2 separate regions of the Mus musculus genome follow, and region 1 is linked to region 2. Evidence: chromatin contacts called from public HiChIP or PLAC-seq data. All regions are on one chromosome and are shown on one strand. The core of a region is the stretch at or near the end of the contact, and the rest is flanking DNA. Distances in the headings are between cores, read along the strand shown. Region 1 overlaps Cdyl (chromodomain protein, Y chromosome-like). Region 2 has its middle 32 kb from the start of Gm22674.

Region 1 (3,790 bases), core at 1,289-3,788, 500 kb before region 2:
AAGTAGCAATGACAAAGTTGGAGCCGTGAAGGGCCACGGCATGAGGAAGGTTGAGAACCACAGCTGCAGACAGATGGAAGGACTGTGTTGTTCACCTGATGGTGCTCATAAAAACCAGTACAGAACCTTTCTTAGTGGTAGAGCATGAAGAGGGACGGGGCTAAAGGAACAGTTGTTGAGGAAAAAGAGAGAGGAGAGCCAGCATCAATCTTCTCTCCACTCACTCCCATCTCTCTCCATGACCAGACATAGACACCATAAGTGTTTCCTGCAAAGCTATGGGACACATGTCACTCTGAGTTCATTTTGCCACTGATATATAAAAACTTCTCAAATACCCAGCCCTTTGTAGTCCACGCTCAACAAAGTTCAAGACTCAAGAGGCTGCTACCTTCAGGGCCTGGAGATGCCAATCACTGGCTGCCTTCTCTCTAGAGCGCCCTGCTGATGTTAGAGTGCCAGGGGAACATGACGGCTTTGGGAACAACTCCAGGCTCCCAAGCTGATCATCAACTATTCTTAAGAGCAGCAGACTCTTGCACACACTGGTATATCAGCCCTCTAAAACTCATGAAGACTCTTTTCTTTTGAAACAGATCTCCCTATGTAGCCTAGGCTAACTAGATCCTATCTCCAGCTCCAGTATGCTCTGATTACAAACAGGGAGTTCTAGAAGGGCTCTTAAGGATAGCATGGTCTTTGGGCTCAATAACCAAATTTTCCTCTCGGTTTGGGAGGAATGCTCAAAGGGAAATGCTGGCCAGAAGCAAAAGGCTGGCTCTGAGCCAAGTGGGAACACGGATAACGTCTGTCTCCTGGAGCTTCCACCTTCCTAGGGGATGTTTAAAGCACACCCTCCCCAGCCAAAGATCTTCTAGATCCAATCAGTGGCTCTGAACCTTCCTAATAACCGTTCCTCATGCTGTGATGACTGCAACCACAAAATCATTCCATTGCTGCATCATAACTGTAAGGTTGCTACTGTTACGAATCATAACGTAAGTATCTGATATACAGGTTATCTGAACATACGACCCCCCAAGGAGTCCACTACATGAAGCCATCCCACTGGGCAATCCCTGGAATAATGCAGAAGCACCCAGAGACTGTGGGAACAGCAGCTCCAGCTACATGGACATGGAGAGACTGGCTCATGGCACATTACAGAAGGGGTTGTGGCCACTGGCCAGTCCAAAGGGCAAATCGGCTAGACCCTGGATCCCTGAAGAACATCGCTAATAATGGGCAAGGCAAGGACGGTTGCTGTCATGCACAGGTAAATGAGGGCCACACTCAGATGTGACCTCCCATGTCAGAGCGGAGGACTGCAGTCCCAACCCCCCAGAAAACGGATGCGTATTTCCATCCTATCTTTACTCTCCACCCATTACCTAGAGCAAGAGCTGGGGAACGCAGGGGGGCGGTCCAATCTTTGGTCTTATCAGAGGGTACACACAGGGTTACTGTGCTTCACCCCAGTAGTGGGGAGAGTCCTGACCCACTACTGAAGCAGCCTCTCAGGTCACCCACAACCCTCCACTGCGGCAGAGTAAGCCACAGAAGCCCCAAGGCGAGCTCCCAAGGCTTCACCCTCCCCTTTAGTGAAATTGTGACTCTGAAAAATGTTAGAACAGCTGCTCCCTACCACCACGCTGACCACCACGCTGACCCAGTGCTCCTTTCCCCCCTGGGGCCTGCCTTCTCACAACAGGGGAGGGAGTACTTACTGGGTGTCCCTACAGCTACCGAGCTCTAACGGTTAACATCTGATTCCCTCCTACCAACATGAGAACATCTATCTCAACAAGGTCTCATTTTCGGGACCAGCAAAATGGTCCAGTAGGTAAAGGTGCTTGCCACATAAGCCTGGCAGACCTGGGCTTGAACCCTAGAATCAACGTCAAAGTGGAAGCGAAGAAATCCACATCAATGCTATCCCTAAAGGAGAGAACAGACTCCACCAAGTTATCTTCTGACCTCTGTACATCATGACACGTGCAACTAAGTGCACACGTGACGCACCCGTACAATTTAAAACAATTTTTTAATTGCAGCCCAGGTGGTGATGGCGTACATCTTTAATCCCGGCACTTGTGAGGCACAGGCAGACAGATCTGAGTTTGAAGCTAGCCTGATCTACAGAGTAAGTTCCAAGACAGCCAGGGCTACACAGAGAGTAAACAAAGTTTCAAAAAAAACCAACCAAACAAACAAAAAAACAACCAACCAAACAAAAAAGAAATGTATTCTGTGACATTTTAAGTTTTATTCTGCATAACCACTATAAATCTGAAGCTACTCAGGAAGGAATTGACAGATATGTATTCATCCATTTAACCAAACCACACTCAGAAGGCATGTAGGAGTAGAACCTTAGTGACATGCTAATCTGAAGATCTTTCTGAGGTAGATAGGGGAGTGGTAAAAAAGAACAAGAGAGCAGAACTAACTCCACACCACAGTGACAGCATGATGCAACCCCACAGAAGCCTGCGTGTGCCCATCAGCCCCCATAAAATGTATCCTGACTGTATATACTACCCACCATTAGTCACCTGATAGCCATCTGGGCTGTAAAACTATCAGTTACCACAGGGCTCACAGTTAAGGAACTCGTATTTTACATAATGGCCCCAGAGATTAGGAATTAAGACGTGTCAAACAGAGATATAAAATACTCCTTCAAGTGAAACTGTACCACTACAAACAGGCACTCTGACAGGGTGCATATGCCAACAAGGGAGCACACAGCCATAAAACTCGCTAGAGAATATTGCCTACTCTCTTACCATGCCTAATTTATAAATTAAGACAACACAGGTATGGATGTGTGGATCACGGCTTTCCATTCCTGTGGCGCAATGCCTGAGAGAATCGCTTACAGAATTAAGATTTACTTTCGGCCCACAGCTGATTTGCTTCAGGCTGTGGCAGGGAGCACGCGCTGAAAGACAATTGTTCACCTACCAGCTAGGAGGCAAGAGAACACAGGTTCTCACTATCCCTGTGAAGAACATGCCCCACAGTGACCTAAGGACCTCCCATTAGGCCCCACTTCTTAAAAGCTTTTGACAACTCCTAATAGGTACTTGAGCCTTCTTCGGGCCAAGTAGAGCCAAACAGCATGAACAGGAAGAAGCACAACAGAGAGAGGGATGAAAACTGTCCATTTTGGGTATCCAACTACAGATGCTACGGCATTCTCTGTTACAGTCTGAGAGGAAAAGCACAAATCATCTGCTAGTGAACTACACCCCCACACACTTTTGTGAGCGCGCGCACACACATACACACACACACACACACATACACACACACACACACACACACACACACACACACTCATGTGATCACCTCTTCTTTAGGCTCAAAGCATTATCTGGATATCTTCGAATCAGGGGGGAGTATATACCAGTCAGAAGACAACGGCAGTCAGTTTGAGCTCAGCTGCTTACACTGTACTTCATAGAAAAAGGAAACTCTTAGAACACACAGATAAAAACATAGGTAAATAAAGTGGGAGTTAGGCCCCTGTGTTCTGGTCCAGAGCTCTGCAAGACAGTAAGTGCAGAGCCAAAGTTGAGAGTTAGAGCAGAAGGCCTGGTGGGGAATCAAGTCAAGTCAGAGACAGGACCCAGGAACAAGAAAACTCAGACAAGGGAGCCTGTCAGTACCCAAGGCAGATGACCACGGTGGACATAAACAGGATTGCATCTAGAGCCTGTGGTGAGACGGTGAAACCTGAAGTAGAACTAGCTGCTCACTTCATGGTGGTTAGAAAGCAGAGGGG
Region 2 (4,035 bases), core at 1,320-3,819:
TGCTACGCACCTCTCCATAATGGTCATGGACTCTAGCACTCTGAAATGCTAAGTCTCAAATTAAACACATTGTTATACAAATTTTCTTGGTCATGATGTTTTATTACATGGGGGAAAAAAGAGGCAACTAAGACAGCAATACCCAGCCAGGAGTGGGGTATTGCCAACCTTGTGTTTTGGAATGTAGAAGCCTTTGGGACTTTGAAGTAGGAAAGCATCTGAACACTGTAAGCAATGTTTCAACCAGTGTTAATGGGCTACTGGTGTGAGAGCTTGTATGTACTCACTTATAAGTAGATATTAGCCATAAAGGACAGGATAACCACGTTACAATCCACAGACCCAAAGACCTCAAATAACAAGAAAGGCCCAAGGGAGACTGGTTGAATCTTTATCAGAGGGGAAATCAAATAGATATTGAAGGTTGAGGGATGGAGGGAACTGGTTGGGAGAGGGGACGGGAAAGGGAGTGAAGCAGGGAAACAGGTGTAAGGGAAGCATGGGAGGTAAAGCAAAATCAGTGGTGGGCGGTTGGAGGTGTCTCTAGAAGGTGGCAGAGACCTTGGCAAGCTGAGGGGGGATGAGTTTAGCTGAGACTTCTAGCAGTGGGGAATATAGATCCTGAAATGGGCACTTCCTATAGCTAGGAAGGACTCTCAGTGTAGTGATAAGGACAGCAACTCACTGATAAAACCTGTGACCTAACATGTGCCCTCCTTACAAAATGTGCACGGAGAAAAATAAAGCAGAAACGGGGGGAATGGCAAGCCAATGACTAACCCAAATTGAGGCCCACCCCAAGGGCAAGAACCAATCCCTGAGACGATTAATGATACTCTGTTAAGTTTGCAGACAGGAGTCTAGCATAACTGTCCTTTGAGATTCTCCACCCAGCAGCTGATGGAAACCGATGCAAAGACTCCCAACCAAACATTATATGAAGTTTGGGGAGTCCTATGCAAGAGTTGGGGAAAGGATTGAGGGACCAGACAAGGACTCCACAGACTCCACAGGAAGACCAACAGAGTCAACTAACCTGGACCCTGTGTGTGTGTGTGTGTGTGTGTGTGTGTGCGCGCGCGCGTGTGATGTCCAGAGAGGGTTCCCCCTCCTCAGAGGAGAATGGGATGAGGGATGGGGAAAGAAGCTGTGACAGGGGGGTCTGGAAGGAAATGGGAGGCTGATATTGGGATGTAAAGTGAATTGATCAATTAATTAATTAGTTAATTAATTAATTAATTATAGGAAGCAATTACAAAGGAAAGATTATGCAAATGTAATTGGAGGAGGGGCCAGTCTCCAAGTGGGTAGTCAAATATGACAATGTTGCCTGCGTGGTTTTTGCTTTAGAATTATGAAGAATACCCAAGTGGAGGACTGGAATTGTCTGCAGGTGTGCACAGCAGCTGAGGCCAGGTGTATGGTAGGGAACTCCCTACCCAGAGGCCCCGAGAGACTATTGCATGAAGCTGTGAAAGTGAAACCTGGATTGCACTGTAGATCTCAAGATGTTGGAGATGCCAGAGTCATGGAACAACTGCCCAGGAGAGCTGCAGACAGTAATTGGACCAGCCCAAGAGAGATCCCAAGTGTGTGGTAGGCAGCAAAGCTGGAAGGGAAGAACAACCTCTAACATCAGACATGGAGCAAAGGATTTAGAGTTTGACACTCTGCATTTTCATCTTGCCTTTTCCAGTATTTCTTCACTACATCCTCGCTCCCCCATTTTGATAATGTAGATTCTTTGCCACTGTATGTTAGAAATAATGTGATCTGCTTCTAATTTCTATTTTACCAGGGTTTGCAATTAACTCATTTCTTTAATCTCAGAAAATAACTTTGGAGACTGAAAGATTATAGTGACTCTTAAACTTGAACTAAACACATTTCATATTATGGTATGTTCCAGGGAGTGGAAGTTGTAGTTTGAATGAAAATGACCCCCATAGGCTCATATACTTGCCTCCTCCCCCAATTAGTGGAACTAGTTAAGAAGTATTAGGAGGTGTACCCTTGTTGGAGGAGGTTTGTTACTGAGGTCAGACTTTGGGGTTTCAAGATTTGTACCATTTAAATAGAATCCTCCACCCACCTCCCACCCCTAGAGCTATCTCTCATGATAGGAGCTCTCAGCTACTGCTCCAGCACCATGCCTGCCTGCCGTCCATGATTGCTAAAGACTCTAACACTCTGAAACTGTAAGCACCAAATTAAACATTTTCTGTTATAAGTTGCCTTGGTATGGTATTTTTACAGATCAATAAAAATGTAACTAAGATAGGGGCTTTAAATGGGAGAAAGTTGCTTCTTGAGGGAAAAAAAAAACAGATTTAAGAAGAGGAAGTATGATTCAATGAACAGTTAAACCCAAGTCTATCAGTATACATGTTCTGTGGCCTCTTTTTAAACAAATGTCTTTGTAGTTCATAATCGGTGTAACTTATGACGACACTGGGTAATTTATAAGGAGAATAAGGTAACTTTCTCAAAATTTCAACAGTGTGGTGTTGTGGAGGCATCTTTTGGTGAGGCAGAGCAGGAAGCTATGGGGAACTCAGCTTACAACCAAGTCTCTTCCGAGATGGCCACTAATCTAATAATTTATAAGTCTATGAATAGATTAGCCCATTCTGGAGGGTTCTGCTTTTTCAAAGGTCCTATTTCCAAATACCATTAACATATGAATGTGGAAATTATGCCGCAGTGCCAGATGTGCATGTCTCACACAAACAGGCAAGCCAGAAGACAGGGACCTAAAGCAGCTTTGGGGAGCTCCCATCTTGCTTCTGGCCGAGTCTTATTTCACTAAACTATTAGTGGAAAGAGGGTCTCTAATGCAGTGTGTTGAATTTCTGACTTAGTTGTCAGCAACTAGTAGAAATCCCTGTCTCCCACAGCCCTGTATAAAGCAAATTTTCTCTCTCACTCCATAATAGGTTCTGAAGACTGCTTAATGCAGAAGAGGAGCAGTATCAAAACAAGCCAGGTTCTTCCTATCTCACCATGGCAGTATTGGCTTCAACCACAGTCTAGTGGCAAGGTAGGCTGCAATAACTGAGCGGCTACAGGGCCAGGCATACATCGAAGACCTTTCCCAGAAGTCAGCAGTAGCATTTCTCAGGTGTCTGTCTGGAGTTTGTTCTTTGGGAAGCCATAGTCTAAGCAGCCCCTGGAGGAGACCACAGTCAGACAAGAGTTCTTAGAATCCTGGGGCTAGGGCATTTGGTAAAATGCAGAAGACAGATAACAAGATCAGGATTCCAATCAGAAGGAGAGTGTGGACAAAGTAGTTGTGGCAGATGATACCAGTGTCAACTACATTTACCTACCCAGAGCTGTCTTGCACGCACAAGTGACAGTGGACCCAAATGGTGTGTAGCAGCCAAGGTGAAACAGGCAAGCATGGGAGATAGTTTAACTTGGGATCTCCATTTGGTTTGGGGTTTTATGAACACACACACACACACATACCTTGTATTAATATGGTATTACACATCTTGTAATAACGTGCTATGCAACCTACCTTCTCCTTTACATACCATGCACACAAACCCTTCTCCAAACAGTGCACCTAGCAACCTCAGAACTCCTAGTCTCCCCATTGCCATTGTTGAACAATGCTATGAGTTTCTCCACCCATGGTAACAACCAAGTTTAAATAGTTTCTATTTGAGGGTATTCCAAACGTATCTAGGTCTGAATAACAGAAGGGTTGATCGGTTTTGATTTAGTTTGGGGTGCATGCACAGCAAGACAAAGCTATGTCCTTTAAGTAACATTTTAAGAAGAATCTCCTATTTACCATCTCATGCCTATGCATAACTGTGCATGAATATGATTAAAATCAGAGTCATTATGAGAAGGGATATGTACATTAGAGAAATAATTATATAATATAGTGAATCAAAAGGGAGAACCACGCAAACTACTTCCCTTAGTAACCAGACCCATCTTCCCTTAGATCTCATAAAACAGAATGCCAGGCTGTAGCTTGGGGATCTTAAGTACTCTCACTCATGAGGCCCACTGTCAGTC

The links. HiChIP or PLAC-seq counts read pairs in DNA pulled down with a chosen protein or histone mark.
Region 1: an H3K27ac HiChIP or PLAC-seq map of acute myeloid leukemia shows a contact between it and region 2, with 6 times the contacts expected there. The contact joins two enhancer-like sites. A contact is called at or near these places in 5 of 115 datasets of contacts at active chromatin or transcription factors (acute myeloid leukemia, bone marrow-derived macrophages, embryonic stem cells and 1 more) and 1 of 9 other capture datasets (adipose tissue).

Annotation. Positions count from the first base shown.
Region 1 is chr13:35,754,804-35,758,593 of GRCm38.p6, reverse strand. The region is part of intron 3 of Cdyl (chromodomain protein, Y chromosome-like); the gene reads right to left. Among named protein-coding and RNA genes, the nearest start is that of Cdyl, 97 kb to the right of the region's middle. Within about 2 kb of position 2,538, at least 48 of the 459 cell types and tissues checked have an H3K27ac peak or open chromatin away from gene starts, as enhancers often do. A contact at or near this core is called in acute myeloid leukemia, where this site is marked.
Region 2 is chr13:35,258,900-35,262,934 of GRCm38.p6, reverse strand. No RefSeq gene overlaps it. Among named protein-coding and RNA genes, the nearest start is that of Gm22674, 32 kb to the left of the region's middle. Within about 2 kb of position 2,569, at least 4 of the 459 cell types and tissues checked have an H3K27ac peak or open chromatin away from gene starts, as enhancers often do. A contact at or near this core is called in acute myeloid leukemia, where this site is marked.